Regions from separate parts of the Mus musculus genome. Here region 2 is linked to region 1. A link is a contact called in public promoter capture Hi-C data. All regions are on one chromosome and are shown on one strand. Each heading gives the region's core, a stretch centred on a gene start, on an enhancer-like site or on the middle of the called end of the contact. The rest is flanking DNA. Distances are from core to core; before and after follow the strand shown. Region 1 overlaps Ano1 (anoctamin 1, calcium activated chloride channel). Region 2 overlaps D930030F02Rik (a long non-coding RNA gene).

Region 1 (2,995 bases), core at 79-2,578:
ATGGCCTCAGCCTCCATGGACAGGACTCAAGCATGCAGTATCAGGTCCTGGCTGGGAAGGGGCTGCTCTGGACTCTGCATTATCCACAGTGCTGAAAAGCAAGGCAGGCCTGGTATGTGGCCACAGAGCTCCTCAGCCTTGGCGTAGAGGACAATGGTGACCTCCAGGCTGAAGCAGTGGCCAGAGCATTCTGCCCCCATAAACACCTCCCAGCTACTCTCTGTTCATGTTCCCAGCTGGAATCATCTCACCCCAAAATTCAGGAGATTATGGGGGTGGGGAGCAAACAGGACTCCAGGCTCCTTTCTTTCCCTGTTCATCCCCAGAGCCATGGCCAATAGAGTCTGGGTACTGGTCTCCCTTACCCCCAAAGTCAGGCCTCCACTCTCTGAGGAGGCTCTGGAAACAAGATACCACAGAGAAGCACCCTGTAGTTGACAGAGACATGGTCAGTTATCTTACTACTGAAATCTCACCTCAGGCTCCCATGATCCTCCAGGGCTTAGGAATAAGGAGATCTCAGGCACAAAGGTCTCTTTGTTATGTGTCAAGTAGCTTAGCCCAGCCCAGCACCAGGGTGCAGTACTAGCCTGGCTCTCTCTCTTGGTCACATCAGCTGCCATCTTGTCCTCCAGGAAATCTAAGGCTAGTATGGGGGCTCACAGCTATGGATGGAAGGATATCCCACACTAGCTTCAGTTCCAGAATCCTTCCCTCCCACTTCCCCTCCACTTTCTCTTTCTCATCCCCTTCATGATGGATGAGGCAGTGACATCACTCTGAGTGAAAAAACCAAGGCTAGGACTGTAGCTCCTTTGGCAGATGCTTGCCTAACATGTACAAGGCCCTGGGTTCAATCACCAGCATAAACCAGGCATGGTAGTGCAGACCTATACTGCAATCCCAGCACTTGAGAAGCAGACAGACCCATCAGAAGGTCAAGGTCATGTTTAGCTATATAGTAAACTGGAAGCCAACCTGGGCTACATGAGTCCTTGTGTCAAAAAATTTTTTTAAAGTGGGAAAGCCCACCTACAGCAGCAACCTTGAGCCTGAGCCTCATGCACATAACCATGGCACATGGCTGGTCCTGTTTCATCATAACCTACACACACACACACACACACACACACACACACACACACACACATACCAACACCTCCATTCCTCAGCAGAGGCATCCCATCCTGCTGCCCATACTTTAGGGCCAAAGAGAGGTCACCAAGACATCTGGGAGACAGTTCCCACAGCCTCCTGCCCTGCTTACCTTGCTAACAATAGCCATACTCAGCCATCTGAGCACAGAGTGACATTCTGTAGCTTCCTTATTTACCCCTGGCACGGAGCAGCCTTTGGACCAGGTCCCACTATACAGCCTCTGGACCAGCTCTCCGACTCTCATCCCTCTGATGACCTTTTCCTGACCTGTTTCAACTCAAGTTGATTGCGGCTTCTAGGTCTGAAGAAGCCCAGAGCTGGTGAACAGCAACGTGAAGCCTGGGGACAAAAGGCTGGGACAGTCCCAGAAGACATGTCCTCCTACTCTCCTAGGCCTGATGGAAGAGGAAAAGAGGGACTCTTTAAACAGTTATGGGAGCAGGTCTTCCTGACCCTAGGGAGATTTGGGCACAGGGATGGGCCGGGCCAAGCCAGGCCATGCGCCCACTTGGATCTGCCTATGAGCAGATATTTCATAAGATTGGACCTGTGAACTTCAAGCATGCATGTAACTCAGCAGTCATACCAGGGTGAACATGACCAGAGCACATTTATAAACAAGTATAAAAATTACACAGTGTAGAGCTGGCAAGATGCCTCAGTACATGAAGTGCTTTCTACACAAACATGAAGAAATGAATTCAGTTCCCAGAACCCTTGTAACAAGCCAAGGGTAGTGGTGGTGTGCTTGTAATCCTAGCACTGAGGAGGGAAAAGCAGGAGGTTCCCTAGAGCTTCCTGGACAGTCAGTCTAGGCTACTATGAGCCCCAAGTCCCAGTGAGAGAGTCTACTTAAAAAAAGAAGAAGAAAAGAAAAGAAGAGAAGGGAAGGGAAGGGAAGGGAAGGGAAGGGAAGGGAAGGGAAAAGAGAAGAGAAGAGAAAAGAAAAAAGAAAAGAAAAGAAAAGAAAAGAAAAGAAAAGAAAAGAAAAGAAATAGGAAAAGGGTAGTTGACACCTGAAAACTAGCATTTACAGTGTCTTCTGGTCCCCATGCACACATGTACACCCATGCAAATGTGCACATATATGCACAGACACACAATAAAATAATCCAGACATGATGGTACAGTGCCATCCTTGGGAAGCTGGGGCAGGAGAATTGTCACAAGTTCAAAGCCAGCCATGTTGAATTCCAGATACAGAGACTTCTGTCTTCAGTTCCTGGGACCTGGGCACTGTCCAAGATGATAGTGGCTCTGGCTCTGGCTCTGGCGCTCTCTCTCTCTCTCTCTCTCTCTCTCTCTCTCTCTCTCTCTCTGGAGGGAGGCAGGTCCATGGAGATGAACTCCTTTGAGGCAGGGTACCAGGCAGCCCTGGTCTGAACCATGCGGGGTTGCGGGGCTCCACGCAGCTGCACTGCTGATGGTGTGCAAGGTGCTGTGTGGTGTGCAGGGCAATGCACAGCTGTACTGCTGACAGTGTACAGGGCACTGTGTGGCTACACAGCTGACACTGTGTGCTCTCCCTGCAGTCATTCAGTTCGGCTTTGTCACCCTGTTTGTTGCGTCCTTCCCTCTGGCTCCACTCTTCGCCCTGCTAAACAACATCATTGAGATCCGCCTGGATGCCAAAAAGTTTGTCACCGAGCTACGGAGGCCAGTAGCCATCAGAGCCAAAGACATCGGTAAGTGAGCTGGGAGATGGGCTCAGAGCACATGGGCAGGGGTTCTTGAGAAGATAGGGGGCTCCAGACCTGTGTTCCCTACCAGGGCCTTCCCACCACCTTCCCAAGTAGTTCAAGATCTTGAGTGTCCCACTGGTCCCCCAACCTCCAAG
Region 2 (2,979 bases), core at 424-2,923, 160 kb before region 1:
TTTGGGGAGTGCTAGGAGTTTTCTCAAGGTTTTGTTCTTTTTTAGTTAAAATTTTAATCTTTTCCTCCCCTTGAGACACATTATTTTATGTGTATGAATACTTGCTTGTATGTATGTGCATCCTGTGCATGCAATGCCAATAGAGACCAGAAAGGGGCATTAGATCATCTAAAAATGGAGTTACAGATAGTTGTGAGCTGCCATGTGGATGCTGGGAATTGAACTTAGGTCCTCTGTAAGAGCAGCCAGTGCTTTTGCCCAGTAAGCCATCTCTCTAGGCCTCCATTCATTGCTCTAATCTTAAAAGGCATCTTAGCATACTCACTGTTTCTTGGCAAGTGTGAGTCCAGGAGGAGACACACAGAGTCCTATACGCATCTGTTTCCATGGCTTCATGTCAGAGTGCTTCAGAAACAGCAGGCAAGTTCTGATCTCTGCTCAGCAGCTTCCAGGCATTCTGAATGTGTTGCAAGTCTAGGCCTTGTTTTCCTGCCAGGCGACCTTCTTGGGTTCAGACCCCTGCCCTGGGCCAGACCTCTAGAAGTCCCAACAGCATCAAGCAGGCCTGGCTGCAAAGGCCACGCGGCTCAACATAAACAGCTTGGTAACTTAGCAAGTATCCCCGGGGTCCCTCCTCTGTTGCTGGGAGACTATCTGCACCAGAGGCTGCGTGGCCAAGTGGCTTCACAGATCGAGGAGTGTCCAGCCATCTTTAGTTGTAGACTTTGCCTAGGGTCCTTGACTCTTCTGGAAACCCACAGGACCAGCACAACTGCAGGGTCATGCAGAAAGACCCAAACTGGCCCCTTGCACCAACCTATTCCCGCCTGTCCACTGTGAGCATGAGCCACTGTCCTGGGAGAGACCTCAAGCTGGCCAGAGCTCTCTCTGGCTGGATGCCAGAGCTCATCAGCCAATCTGTCCGGGTGTTTAGTCCAAGAGCAGGGCTGGAGATGCTGGCTTTGAAGTCTTGCCTTCGTGTTGCTGGGTTGTGACCCCAGCCTCTGCCTCTTATAATTAAAACTGCTTGGCTGACGGCATTCTCTCTTCAGAGATAGACTGGTGAGAAGGGAGGAGGCACATGGGGCAGGGTGCCTTCCAGAGTTGGCACAAACACAGCCTTTCCTTTGCAGGAGCTTGCCCACAGCCTTTGTATATGCTCAGCCTTGCAAGAGCGCCCCCAGGACCTTTGCTTGTGCTGGGCCTTCTGGCCTGTATCTGGCTCTGTCCCTTTTGACATGAGTTAATGGTTTTTTGTTTTGTTTTGCTTTGTTTTCCCCTCTTCCTCATTGATAATCCTAAAGCCCAGAGCTCACAGCAACCTTTTATTAAAGAGAGAGGCTGCAGTCTCCAGGCAGACTCCACAGAGGCCAGCCTAGGCTCAGAGCTGGGCTGTGCATCTTTGGCACCCTTTACACTGATACAGAACTTTCTGTGTTGTGGGCTGTCCCAGTCTCTCTACATTACATCTGTCCTAGTTTTGATGACACTAAAGTTGTCTCCATCCACAGTTTCCCTTAGGGGTAGCCTGTCCCCAGGGATGGTGGGTTCACCTTAGTTCAGAGGAAGGAGAGGGACCCGGAAGATCAAGAGAGAGGGAGGAAGCCTGGGCCCTGCCTCGGAGGCCCTGGCCATGCTGCTTGCTGTCCTGCTGCCTGAGGGATTGTGGGACAGACCAGCCTAAGACCTGAGTCATCACCACCCCCAGAACCTGAGCCCTTCATGCCCTCCTACTAACTGAACTGAGTCCCTTCCAGGATCTACCTTTACTTCCAGACCCAAGCTCCCAAGACTGAGTTCCCCTCCCAGGATGTGATTTTTTTTCTTTTCAATTTCCCAAATCACAGGGTCCACGGCACCCAGGAAACATGCCACAGGCTGGCCCAGTGTGCATTCCTCTGGAGTCAGAGCTTGCAGTCAGAAGAAAAGGTAGCTGCTCTGAATGGGTCTGGTCTCCTGCCCAGTGTGTAGCCTCCAGAGCTGGACTGACGATGCTCTGCACCTCAGCAAGAATAGCTGGCCCTAATGTGTCACACCCTAGGGATGGGCCCAGATGGCCCTTTTTTGTATTTTATGTCATATTTTGGTTGATGTTCATGGCTCCTCTTAGGCTTCAGTTCGACGAGGGCTACATACAGCATGTGAGTGCAGAGACCTTTCTAGGTTCACAGAGAGGTCCACAGACAGGCAGGATTGCAAGAGTCTGGAAAAGGGGGCTCAGCCCGGACAAATACTGTTGCTCTGTCCAGCTGCAGAGGGAGGGCCAGCTTGCAGTCTGTGGTGGCTTTGAAAGCACTGTCCAGCCCCAGTCACTTCCATACTCAACCATGGAGTAAGGCCCCAGATGACCAGCATGGCATAGGCTGACAATCTTCAGAGTTCTCAGATAGCTCTGAGGTTGGGGAGGATACGATCCTGAGAGAAGATGGAAGCTGAAATCCAAGGGTGGAAGATGTAGGCACATGGGCTCCTGAGGCAGACACTTTGCCTGTGGGATTCCCAGGCCAATTGGAGTCCCAGGGCACCTCTGTAAGGCCATGTTAGACCCCGATAATGATGTGGAGTGACCCCTCTGCTTGCTCCAGGGAAGCCGACCTGAAGGAGGCAGGCGCAGTCTCCCAGACCTCGTGGCTGCCTAGCCACCCGCATTTCCCACGCCTCCCCCTCAGCTGCAGGGGACAGACCAGGCCCCAGGAGGGAGGCTATTACAGGGACTGACCCAGGACACCCGGAAGCCAGTACCGTGAGAACGCGTGGGCTGACAGAGAGGGGCCCAGAGAGCCCGCTGTGGCTCTGAAGCCCGCAGGCTGGGAGTGGCCTGTCCATCAACCCAGGCTGGCTGGAAATACCTCTCCAGGTCTCAGTTTCAGGCTCTAGAGAGTCCTACCTGCTTCTCTACCTCCACCTGTGGCTCCCCAGGGAGCATTCTTGTAAGAGGGAACCAGGTGAGGGCCCCAAGGATGAGACCTGCTGGGATCT

Evidence for each region. Capture Hi-C pulls out chosen DNA fragments and counts their contacts.
Region 2: a promoter capture Hi-C map of adipose tissue shows a contact between it and region 1. The contact joins two enhancer-like sites. A contact is called at or near these places in 1 of 39 promoter capture datasets (neural stem cells), 2 of 15 datasets of contacts at CTCF or cohesin (the G1E-ER4 cell line and embryonic stem cells), 53 of 484 Hi-C or Micro-C datasets (the 63-12 cell line, the AML12 cell line, B cells and 40 more), 9 of 115 datasets of contacts at active chromatin or transcription factors (T-cell acute lymphoblastic leukemia, embryonic fibroblasts, embryonic stem cells and 5 more) and 3 of 9 other capture datasets (adipose tissue, liver and pancreatic islet).

Annotation. Positions count from the first base shown.
Region 1 is chr7:144,603,289-144,606,283 of GRCm38.p6, reverse strand. Ano1 (anoctamin 1, calcium activated chloride channel) reads left to right here. Exons shown (of 26, transcript NM_178642.6): 22 at 2,691-2,843. Among named protein-coding and RNA genes, the nearest start is that of Fadd, 22 kb to the right of the region's middle. Within about 2 kb of position 1,328, at least 5 of the 459 cell types and tissues checked have an H3K27ac peak or open chromatin away from gene starts, as enhancers often do. A contact at or near this core is called in adipose tissue, where this site is marked.
Region 2 is chr7:144,762,770-144,765,748 of GRCm38.p6, reverse strand. All of the region lies in intron 5 of D930030F02Rik (a long non-coding RNA gene), which reads right to left. Among named protein-coding and RNA genes, the nearest start is that of D930030F02Rik, 22 kb to the right of the region's middle. Within about 2 kb of position 1,673, at least 13 of the 459 cell types and tissues checked have an H3K27ac peak or open chromatin away from gene starts, as enhancers often do. A contact at or near this core is called in adipose tissue, where this site is marked.